Linked DNA regions of Macaca mulatta: region 2 is linked to region 1. A link is a contact called in public Hi-C data. All regions are on one chromosome and are shown on one strand. The core of a region is the stretch at or near the end of the contact, and the rest is flanking DNA. Distances in the headings are between cores, read along the strand shown.

Region 1 (6,049 bases), core at 2,504-5,003:
AGGCTGGGCAGCGGGAAGTGGGGCACACGGCAGGCATATGGACGAGAAGCCAGGAAGTGCAGAGCAAAGGGCTGGATGTCCGCTTGGCCCAGGGATGCAAGTGCTGGCAGAACCAACCCAACCCTGCTCTCCCCACAGCATGGAGGCCGCAGACCCCTTCCTTCCTAAACCGCCCAAAGAGTGCCTGTAGGTGAGGCTTGATGCTGGGCACCGAAGGGGCCAGGGAAATCACATGATCCAGCTGGCTCCAGCCCATCTGCCTGGACAACAGCAAGTCGTGCGGCTTACTAGCTGACCACAGGAGGGGTGCAGAGAGGCAGGATATGTGGTGGTCAGGGCACAGGCTCTGGGGTGGGTGGCCCGGCGCTGAATGTCAGCTGACCGACCTCAGGTAGATTATGTGTTTCTCTGAGCCTCAGTTTTCTCATCTTAAAATGGAGGTAACAACAGCACCTGCTTCATGCATGCAACCTTCATACGTGTATAGGAAGTGCTGGTGTAGAGCACAAGCTGACTGCTCGGCACAACGGTGAATTTTTTTTAATTTAATTTTTTTTTTTTTTTTTTGAGACAGGGTCTTGCTCTGTCACCCAGGCTGGAGTGCAGTGGTGCAATCACAGCTCACTGCAGCCTCAAGCAATCCTCCTGCCTCAGCTTCCCAAGTAGCTAGGACTATAGGCATATACCACTGGGCCTGGATTTTTTAATGTATTCTTTATTGTTATTTTTGGAAACAGAGTCTCACTCTGTCACCCTGGCTGGAGTGCAGTGGCATGATCTCAGCTCACTGCAACCTCTGTTTGCTGGGTTCAAATGATTCTCATGCCTCAGCCTCCTGAGTAGCTGCGATTATAGGCATGCGCCACCACGCCCAGCTAATTTTTGTATTTTTAGTAGAGGTAGGGTTTTGCTATGTTGGCCAGGCTGGTCTCACACTCCTGGCTTCAAGTTATCTGCCTATCTCAGCCTCCCAAAGTGCTGGGATTACAGGCATGAGCCACCGCGCCTAGCCCCAATTTTTTTGTTTGTTTGTTTGTTTTAAGAGAAGGGGTCTTGCTATGTTGCCCAGGTTGGTCTTGAACTTCCAGCCTCAAGCAATCCCCCCATCTCAACCTCCCAAAGTGCTGGGATTATAGGTGTGAACTACCGTGCCCCACCCACAATGGTAAACTTAATGCTGAGAAAATGTGGTCTTCTCAGTGCCAAGGGGCCCATGTCGGCCCCAGCCTGGGTGCCTCTTCCTTCTTCTATGGCCCTCTGGTGGAAATACCCTCAGAACTCCCTTCCCACAAGCCACTTCCCAGAGCACACAGACCGAGAAACAGGAGGGGCGGGGAGACCATCACCACCTCCTGCTTCCCTGGGCAGACACCTCATCTCTCTGAGGCCCTTGGCACATGGGTCAATCCTTAAAATCCATTTAGGGCAAAAGCCATTTTCTGAGGACAAGGACTAACCGGATGGTTGCATTAAAAACAAAAACAAACAAACAAACAAAGACCATAAGGGGAAATTATAGACTTATACAGCCACCTCCATGTAGTCCAAAGCTATTTATACAAATAACTTGGGGTGGGGAGTTTCACATCTGCCTTGGGTGGGGAAGCCCAGACACAGAAGGGCACATTTCTAGAAGCTCCAGAGAAAGTCAGCATGGAGGACACCAGCTGATTGCAACTCAGCTGCCATCTGACCTTGGACAGGTGACCCAATTCTCCAGGTCTCAGTTTCCTTAACTGTGAAATGTGTCCTCAGTGCCTCGGTCACAGGACTGCCACAAGGCTTGAATGAGCACGAAGGGCTTGGCTTTACTGGCCTCCCTGGGCACTGGACAAATGGTTCAGAGCTGTGCATGAGCCGTGGATAGGCTCACATGTGGGTCAGCAGGGGATGGATCAGAACACAGGCAGGCCCCTCTGCAGGGTGAGGAGGGGCCTCTGGTTTGACCAGTCCCATCTATTTCCACCTCTCCCCTCTCCCGCATTTGTGACGCTCCCTGCCCCTAGGTTGCCTTCTCTGCCCTTATGCCTCCCCAAAGCATAGAATGCCAGCACAGGTGCCACCTTCTCCACACAGCCCCCCAGGCTCATCTGCATCTGGCAGTGCCTTTGCTAAATGCCCCTGAGCCTGGGTTCTTTCTCTCTCAAAGCGAGCCTTGGAGACACTTCTGCTTCTCATGTATCTTGTTTTTGCTCTCAGCCTCCCCACCCCAAATCCAATTGTGATCTCCTGGAGGGTGGGGAGCAGGTCCTTCGACTTCCCCTGGGAAACTCCCAGTCCTGACTTCACAGGATGAGCTCACACATAAGAAGAGCTCAGGACAGGCCTGGCATGCGGTAAATGCCATGCCATGGAGGCATTTGTTCCTCTGTTCATTATCTGCCCCCAGCACCCCAGCCCCAGAACAGGCTGCAGGGGGCTGGGGGGTCAGTGTCAGGTAGGAGCAAGTGAAGCAGAAACGGGGAAGAGGAGGGCACCTCCTGCCCTCATCCCTCTCCTTCCCTCCCTCTCACCCCCTTCAACCTGCTTTTCCTTTGTGCTCAGACCACAGATCCCCTCCCTTCGCCCTGTGAGCCATCTCTGGCTGCCGTGCCCTTGCCCTGTGCCCCCCTAGATCCCGAAAGGCCGTTTCATCACGCCTCAGCTCCCTGCCCCGCCCCCCCCCAGCCCAACATGTGCGGAGCCCATGGCCTCCTGCCAAGGCCTGGGGCTGCCAGTGGAGGCAAAGGGACAGAAATCTCACCGCTCGGTAGGTTTTCTTCTGCCCAGCGTGCTTGGGGGCTTTGCCTGGCTCTGCTGAGCTCTCCACATGCATCGAGTAGATGATGTCAAAGAAATCTTCCACCACAGCGACCCGCTTCAGAGAGATGCCCTCCGGCTCCGACAGGCCATCTGCCCCCTGCGACAGGGTGGACAAGCTGTGTTAGTGTCAGGGATGATGGCGGGGTGAGAACTGGGCCCTGAGGCCGGGGCAACGGGTCAGGACTCAGGATGGGCAATGCCTCTGACAGTGGGTCTTGGGGTGGGGAGGGGAGGGAGCCTGCCGAGGGGGCTCCCTGGAGGGGGGACGCCAGAGTCAGGGTGGCTGCAGCTATGAAATCTACCAGCGACAATGGGCAGAGAACGGCGACAACGAAAACACAAATTAAAAAACCAAGAGGCTCCATGTTCACAATTTCAGACAGATTGTGCCAGACTCGGGCGGGGAGCTCTTGAATCACACGCTGTGCCAAGACCATCCTGGAAGTCTCTGGGGAGGGGGGAGTGCTAAATAGATGCGGCCCCATCAGGAGCTCGCCAATTAGCAGTAACCTTTCACTGCGGGCCTGGGCTGGGGTCCCGGGGGAACCGCTCCGATCACCTGGGTGACTCCTGCCTCCGCCCTGGCCTTTCTGAAAAGCTTTTCTCGGCTGCCTGCCCTCCCCACTCCAGCAGCTGAGCGCCAGCAACTGCACCCGGTCTCTTTGTGTGTGGAGATGTACAGAATAACAGGCACGAGGCCACGAGGAGGTGGCAGGGCCGTGTGAACGGGGTGGCCATGGGCCCCGAGCCTCTTATCAGGCTGGCATGAGTGGTGTCAGCTGGCCCGACAAGGTGCACCAGGAGCAAGACGGGTCCTTCAATAGCAAACAGCTGCGGGGCTGACGCCTGTCCTCCCCTCCAGCAGGAAAGGGGCTGCAGGGAAACCACAGGGCAGGAGGCTGGGGGCGAGGCCAGGGCCCGGAAGGGAACAGACTGCTGGGGAACTGCTCTGCGCAGGCAGTCCCTGCAAGCGAGGTACACAGACCCAGGGACACTAGACTGTCAGCCGCCAGCTCCTTAAGGGGAGTCTTTGGGGATGTCAGGGGGCTTTGAAGATCAAGAACAAGCCGTATGGAGGGAATCTGGGGGGAAAGGAAGCAGGCTTTTCTCCAAAAGTGCCCAAAGACACATCTCCAAGAGAATTCTTCCCCAGAGGACCCCAACTCAAGGATGTCAGCAACAAGAGGATGTGGGCTTCGCCTGCTCCTTCTCAGCTGTCTCTCCAGCACTTAAATCAGTTCCTGACACATAGTAGGTAGTCAGTAAATAATGACTGGATGACTGAGTGGTTCTAAGTGGCAGCTGGGCAGGGTCACTTGGACACACTCTGCCCTGGTTTGAATACGGCTCATCATGGAAGTGGCCCTGTGACCCCAAGCACTTACTGTGCTTCGAGCCTCAGTCCCTTTATCTGTAAAATAGGGATAACAGAAGCCCCTTTCCCATGAGCTACTGTGGGGAAGAACTGAGATGTGCATGCAGCACTTAGCACTGAGCCTGGCGTACAGGGATTGCTAGATAAATATTGTTATTAAGAAGTGCTTTGCAGTTCGCCATGTTTCCCCCAGGTATGAGAGAGCTGAACACCGGGGCAACACTGGGAGGTTGTTAGGGTCAGGACCTGCCTGAGGTGCGGTGGCTGGTGGGTGGCAGAGATGGCTTCAGACCTCGGACTTTGTAGTCCAAGGAGAATACAGGCCACACTGGCAGGGGACGCTCGCTCACAACAGGTTCTGGCAAAGATAGGTCTTGGTTTCACCCAGTAGCTTTCCTGACACACCACGATGGGCGAACAGCAGTGTCTCTTCACCAGCAGCCCATCCAAGAGCAGAAAGCAGATGGGGGGCAAAGGGCATCTGGGATGTAGGGTCCCGAGCCCCACAGCTAGTGGGCAGTGTCCCTAAGTGGTGACGCTGGGAGGTGACCTCACTGGCCCCAACCAGGCCCTCTTGCCAATGGCTTCCTGCCTGGTCAGAACCCATTTCAATGGGACATCTCAGATAGTGCATATCTCTCTTTGCGTGTACAGGAGAAGCCACTTGCTGGTCCGGCTTCCTCGCTGTGAGATTGTGTGCAAACCCTTCAACCTCCCCAAGCTTCACTTATGAGATGAGCTGTAAAGTTCCATGACTTTTCTTAACCTCTCTCGGGAATCAATTTTACCTCTTTTGGGGGATATCCCACCCCCTCTGACATCTCAGGCCATCTGTACGGGCTGAACAATGACTAACTTGCTCACTATTGACCCATAAATGCCCAGCATTACGGGGCCCTTCAAATACTGCCATGACAGGTTGAGATGGGACAAATATTATGATAGGTCAGTTAGACTTTTAAAAAAATTTTACTCAGCAAAGATCTGGATTTGGGATGTACAGTTACAAGCCACTTCTAACCAGAGGTTCACATTGGTGAAAATAAATAAAATGAACCTTAAGAATGAATATAGCTGGGTTTCTATTTGTTGATCTGGGCAGTAGTTATAGAAGTGTGTTCAACTTATTAAGTCATTAAATCTTTTTTTTTTTTTTTTTTTTTTTTGAGACTGAGTCTGGCTCTGTCGCCCAGGCTGGAGTGCAGTGGCCGGATCTCAGCTCACTGCAAGCTCCACCTCCCGGTTTACGCCATTCTCCTGCCTCAGCCTCCGGAGTAGCTGGGACCAACAGGCGCCCGCCACCTCGCCCGGCTAGTTTTTTGTATTTTTTAGTAGAGACGGGGTTTCACCGTGTTAGCCAGGATGGTCTCGATCTCCTGACCTTGTGATCCGCCCGTCTCAGCCTCCCAAAGTGCTGGGATTACAGGCTTGAGCCACCGTGCCCGGCTAAGTCATTAAATCTTAACATTTGGCTGGGCACAGTGGCTCACACCTGTAATCCCAACACTTTGGGAGGTCCAGGCAGCTGGATCACCTGAGGTCGGGAGTTTGAGACCAGCCTGACCAACATGGAGAACCCCGTCTCTACTAAAAATACAAAATTAACAGGGCGTGGTGGCGCATTCCTGTAATCCCAGCTACTCAGGAGGCTGAGGCAGGAACCCAGGAGGCAGACGTTGCGGTGAGCTGAGATCGCGCCATTGTACTCTAGCCTGGGCAATAAGAGCGAAACTCCGTCTCAAAAAAACCAAAAACCTTAACATTTACAATCTGTATATTTCTGTATATGTGATAAACTTTAATTTAAAAAACAGTTTTTAAAAAGAATATCATGGGATAGTTCCACTGAATTTTTAAATTCAGGTAAAATAC
Region 2 (6,049 bases), core at 1,353-3,852, 130 kb after region 1:
TGGGGAGCAGAATAAGTATGGGGAGTGGTGACAGGGGACACCATGAGGTGGTGGTGGCCTTGGTGAGACAAGCAGGCAGAGCTGGGGGTGGGGGCGCCCTGGGCTTGGCTAATTAAACAGCGACCGTGATGAATCGGGGAGAAACTGCTGCTTGCTAATTAAAGGTGCAGGCAACTTGCCTGGCAAGGATGGGAGGCAGAAGTCCTGGAACCATGTTGAGGGCCAGGCCAGCGAGGACAAAGCTTGGCCAAAGCACCCCACCGTGCCCATTCTGGGCATCCCTCCCATTGCCCTCCCCCACCCAGCAGGGGCCCGCAGCCCCCTCCCCACTTCCCTATCTCTCCGACCCACCTTGCCAAGCCTGGGGCCTCCAACTTCCCCCCTGCCCCTCCCCACCAACCCAAATCCTTTCCTGATAAGGGCCTGGGTGTTGCGGAGGAGGAGACTGGCTCTGGTGGCTGGGCTGGGAGTGGACTCGCTGAGCCTTTGAGGTCCTCCTTCCCACCCCACCGCCAAAGTCCCAGAGGTGGGCAGTGAGTCCAGTCAAGGCTGACGTGACTTATTGGGAACAAGACCCCCAAGAAGATCATAGAATCTTAGTACCTGAGACTCGCAGGGGGCTTCAGGTCTTCCCTAATTTCCCAGCAGTCCCCAGTGTCAGCCCAGGTATGAGAGACAGGGACAGCACCTCTTTCCGGGCTCAACATTCCAGTCTTTGTAAAGGGAAAACTGGCCAGGCGAGGTGGCTACTGCCTGTGACCCAGCATGCTGGGAGGCTGAGGCAGGAGACTCACTTGAGCCTGGGAGTTCAAGGCAGGCCTAGGAAACACAGGAGACCCTATCTCTAAAAAAAAATTAGCTGGGTGTGTTGGCTTGCACCTGTGGTCCCTGTTACTCAAGGGGTTGAAGTGGGAGGATCACTTCAGCCCAGAAGGTCGAGGCTATAGTGAGCCATGATTGCCCCACTACACTCCAAAGTGGGTAACAGAGTGAAACCCTGTTCAAAACATAAATAAATACATAAATAAAGGAAAAGAAATGAGAAAATTGGAGCAAATGATCTCTGAGCCTTGAAGATTCTTATGGGGTGGACAAGAAAACTCCCTGAGGCTGCTCATCCCTGCCCCAAGTCGGTTCAAAGCAGGGCTATAGGCTCAGACACCTTTGCCAACCAACATGACCTCAGGCAAGGGAGCTCATGGTCACATGCCTGGGTTTCCCCATTGGTAAGGCTGGAGATGGCAATAGTGCCCACCTCAAAGAGCCTCTGAGAAGACTGGGGGAGATAACAAAGCTGAAGTGTCCAGCACAGTATCTGGTCTGACCTGAGTAGCCAGCCACTGCCATCTGAAAGGTCTGGGGAACTGGGGGGTAACCTGGCACCTAGCCTGCCTGAGTCTTACCTCTTCATGTGGCAGCTGCAGTCTGGCACTCTGAGGAGAAGGATTAGAGAGCTTAAGTGTCTTCCGCAAAGCCACACTGCTACGGAAGAGGAAGAGGCAGCCCTGGATCCTTTGAGTGAGGAGAGGATGGGATCTGGATTCCTATGTTGACATTTGTGGAGCATCTGCTGGATGCAGGGTCCTGAACAAGACCCTAGGAAGGGACTAAGATGAATCTGAGATTCACTCTGCCTTTAAGGGGACCCCAGTCTAGAAGGGGAGAGAAAACACACATACAAACAACTGGAATGCAAAGCAAATGTGGCTGGGTGCGGTGGCTCACACCTGTCATTTTGGGAGGGCTAGGCAGGAGGATCACTTGAGGTCAGGAGTTTGAGACCAGCCTGGCCAACAGGGCAAAACCTCGTCTCTACTAAAAATACAAAAATTAGCTGGGCATGGTGGTGCACACCTGTAGTACCAGCTACTTGGGAGGCTGAGGCACGAGAATCGTTTGAACCTGGTGGGGCAGAGGTTGCAGTGAACTGAGATCGCGCCAGTGAGCTGAGATAGTGCACTCTAGCTTGGGCGACAGAGCAAGACTCCGTCTCAAAAAAAAAAAAAAAAAAAAAAAAAGCAAATACCCCTGGCATCAGAGGGGGCCCAGTAGCCCTCCATGCAGGGGGCTGGTGAGACTCTTGGGATGGTAGGGAGATGCTGCTGTGTCTCGGAGCTCAATTTGCAAAGCAAAGGTTTTGATTTTATTTGAAGGGTAAAATCAGCCTTGGGGGGTCATGGGGGTGCTGATGGAGCCTCCTCTGGTTTTTTTGGGAAGTTCTGGGTGGTTCCTGATGTCTGTGATTTCTGCTTCTATGGTTCTAGGATCTATCCTGGAGGTATCTAGGAGTCCCAGATGCTGTGGTTTTGGAGACTACACTGTCCAGGCCCCCAGCATGAATACATTCACATCCACAAAGGACAGTGAGGTCCTCATTCCAGGTGGCCAGATACCCACCAGTTTGGGGGGCTTCCTGCTGCTGGGCAATTTGGTGGGGAGAGGATGCAGCACCAGTGAGAGGCCTGCTCAGAGATGGTGGAAGCCTCCCAAGGCTGAGAGACGCAAGGCTGCTGGCCCTGATGCTGCAAAGCCTGAGTCTCAGCGGCAACCCAGAGCAGGCAAGGTGAGTGCTAGGTCACTCACCTTGGGGATGGTGCCTCCATTACTCCCTTCCTGGAGATCAGAGCTCAGCCAGAGGAGCGGGCGGGTCTAGTCACAGGAAGTCTGTGCAAGCACAGCTAGCAGCTCCTGGAAAATAGGCACTGCTCTCAGCCTCCCCAGGGCACCCTGCACCCAAGCTGGGTCAAATGATGGTCTGGGGCGCCCTCTGGTGGCTTCTCTGGGCAGTGGTGGATGCTGAAGCCACTGTGAATTTAAGGGTGGGTGGGGCAGAGATGGTCAGAGTTGGAAGATTTCAAGGTGGACCACTCTTTCCACTACCCAGATGGGCAAACCAAGGCCCGGAGGAAAGTGACCTGCCTACAGTTGCACAGCCAGTGACTTATACAAGAACAGAGCCCAGAAGTTCCTCTGTACCAGTGCTTTTTTTAGGGGGTCTCAAGGCATCCCACCCCAGGGGAGGGAAGGCTGAGTGTCCGGGGCTCACTCCCAGTGCATGTGGACAGCTGAACTGTAGGTCGCTGAGTATCTGTGTGACATAGCACGCAGCACTTCCCTCCCAGGCTTGGGTTCTTCGCCTCTAAAGCCTGGGGTTACTGTGTTGGCAAGGGATGGGGGACTAGGCCTCCTGCTTGTATACTGCTGGAACTGAGGATGTAAACCAGCCAGTCTTTCGGGGAGTTCTAAGAAGAGTGTTCCTACAGCTGGTATCATACTTCATGGTGAGAGATTGGGGGCTTTCCCCAAGACCAGGAACAAGACAAGGATGTCCACTCTTACGGCAAAGTTGGATTCACAACTCGTATTCAACATTGTACTGAGTACAATGGCAAGAAAATAATCATTCAGGTTGCAAAGGAAGAAGTAAAACTATTCCTATTTGCAGATGACATGATCTTATATATAGAAAATCCTGGTTGGGCACGGTGGCTCATGACTGTAATCTCAGCACTTTGGGAGGCCAAGGCAGGCGGATCACCTAAGGTCAGGAGTTTAAGACCAGCCTGGCCAACATGGCAAAACCCCGACTCTACTAAAAATACAAAAATTAGCCAGGTGTGGTGGTGGGCCTGTAACCCCAGCTACTCAGGAGGCTGAAGCACAAGAATTGCTTGAACCTGGGGTTCAGAGGTTGCAATGAGCCAAGATCACACCACTACACTCCAGCCTGGGCGACAGAGCAAAAAAAAAAAAAAATTCCTAAAGAATCCACTAAAAAAAATATTGTAACTAATAAATGTGTTTGGCAAAGTTGCAGGATACAAGATCAATATACAAAATTCAATTGAGTTTCTACACATTTGCAATGAACACTTCAAAAATGTAATTACGAAAATAATTCAATTTATACTAGCATCAAAGAGAATAAAATGCTTAGGAATAAAAGAAGGAGGCCGGGCGTGGTGGCTCACGCCTGTAATCCCAGCACTTTGGGAGGCTGAGGTGGGCGGATCACAAGGTCAGGAGATCGAGACCACGGTGAAACCCCGTCTCTACTAAAAATACAAAAAATTAGCCGGGCGCGGTGGCGGGCGCCTGTAGTTCCAGCTACTTGGGAGGCTGAGGCAGGAGAATGGCGTGAACCCAGGAGGTGGAGCTTGCAGTAAGCCAGGATCGCGCCACTGCACTCCAGCTTGGGCGACAGAGCGAGACTCCGTCTCAAAAAAAAAAAAAAAAAAAAAAAAGGAATAAAAGATGTACAAAACTTATAATCTGAAAACTACAAAACATTGTTTAAAGAAATTAAAGATGCCATAAATAAATGGAAAAATACCAATGTTCATGCATCTAAAGACCTAATATTGTTAACATGGCAAGACTCCCCAAATTGATCTTCAGATTCAACACAATCTCCATCAAAATTCCAACTTGGTTCTTTACAGAAATTGACAAGCTGATCCTAAAGTTCATATGGAAATTTAAGGGACTCAGAAAAGTCAAAACAGTCCTGAAAAAGAATAATGGTGGGCCAGGCGTGGTAGCTCATGTCTGTAATCCTAGCATTTTGGGAGGCCAAGGTGGGCAGATCATTTGAGTCCAGGAGTTTGAGACCAACCTAGGTGATATGGTGAAACCTCATCTCTACAAAAAATACAAAAATTTATCTGGGTGTGGTGGCATGCGCCTGTAGTCCTAGCTACTCAGGAGGCTGAGGTGGGAGGATCACTTGAACCTGGGCAGTAGAGATTACAGTGAACCAAGAATGTGCCATTGCATTTCAGCCTGGGTGACACAGCAAGACCCTTCCCCAAAAACAAAAGAAGAAGTAGAAGAAAAAAGAGAACAATGCTGGAGTGCACACACTTCCAATTTCAAAAACTACTACAAAGCTACAGTAATCAGGACAGTGTGGTACTGGCATACGGACAGACATTGAGATCAATGAAATATAAACAAGAGCCCTAAGAGTCCAGAAATAAACCCTCACATTTGGTTCACCTGCAAGAGCTGAACATATTTAATGGTGGAGTTCAATGGGCAAAACACAGCCTTGCAAAAGAAAGAGGTCAGACCCCTGCCTCACACCATACACAAAAATTAACTCAAAATGGATGAAAACAAATGTAGGAGCTAAAGCTATAAAACTCTGAGAACATAGACATAAATCTTCATGACCTTGGATGAGGCAACAGTTTCATAAATATGATACCAAAAGCACAAGCAACCAAAGAAAAAATAGATAGACTGGGCTTCATCAGAATTTAAATTTTCAGGTCAGGCATGGTGGCTCACACCTGAAATCCCAGCACTTTGGGAGGCTGAGGCAGGAGGATTGCTTGAGACTGGGAGGGCAAGGTGGCAGTGAGCCAAGATTGCATCACGGCACTCCAGCCTGGGCAACAGAACAAGATCCTGTCAAAAAAAAAAAAAAAGGTGTTTCAATGGACACTATCAAGAAAGTGAAAAGTGTCCCACAGGATAGGAGAAAATAGCTGACAATCATATATCTGATAATGGATTCTAACCAGCATATATAAAGAACGCTTACAACTCAATAATAAAAGACAAATAGCCCAGTTTAAAAATGGGCTGAGCCAGGTACGGTGGCTCACTCCTGTAATCCCAGCACTTTGGGAGGCTGAGGCAGGCAGATAACCTGAGGTCAAGAGTTCAAGACCAGCCTAGCCAACATGGTGAAACCCCATCTCTACTAAAAATACAAAAATTAGGCAGGAGTGGTGGCAGGCGCCTGTAATTCCAGCTACTCAGGAGGCTGAGGCAGGAGAATCACTTGAACCCAGGAGGCGGAGTTTGCAGTGAGCCAAGGTCGTGCCACGGCACTTCAGCCTGGGCAACAGAGGAAGACTCCATCTCAAAATTTAAAAAATAAAAATAAAAAAGGGCTGATATGGTTGGGATGTTTGTCTCCTCCAAATATGCTGAAATATGATCTCCAATGCTGGAGGTGGGGCCTGTTGGGAGATGTTTGGGTCATGGAGGTGACTCCCTCATGAATGGCTTGGTGTCCCCCTCGCAGTAATGAGGGAGT

What was found. A called contact is a pair of places that touch in the nucleus more often than the background predicts.
Region 2: a Hi-C map of fetal cortex germinal zone shows a contact between it and region 1, with 6 times the contacts expected there. The contact joins the promoter of C10H20orf203 here to the enhancer-like site in region 1. A contact is called at or near these places in 8 of 14 Hi-C or Micro-C datasets (CD4 T cells, blood, fetal cortex germinal zone and 4 more).

Annotation. Positions count from the first base shown.
Region 1 is chr10:85,342,013-85,348,061 of T2T-MMU8v2.0, forward strand. It overlaps NOL4L (nucleolar protein 4 like), which reads right to left. Exons shown (of 12, transcript XM_077951431.1): 2 at 2,744-2,899. Among named protein-coding and RNA genes, the nearest start is that of NOL4L, 60 kb to the right of the region's middle. Within about 2 kb of position 3,754, at least 9 of the 40 cell types and tissues checked have an H3K27ac peak or open chromatin away from gene starts, as enhancers often do. A contact at or near this core is called in CD4 T cells, where this site is marked.
Region 2 is chr10:85,469,830-85,475,878 of T2T-MMU8v2.0, forward strand. C10H20orf203 (chromosome 10 C20orf203 homolog) reads right to left here and starts at 2,603. Exons shown (of 5, transcript XM_077949062.1): 1 at 2,584-2,603; 2 at 1,404-1,512; 3 at 1,207-1,276; 4 at 383-558; 5 at 1-381. The coding sequence starts at 2,603. The coding sequence ends at 109.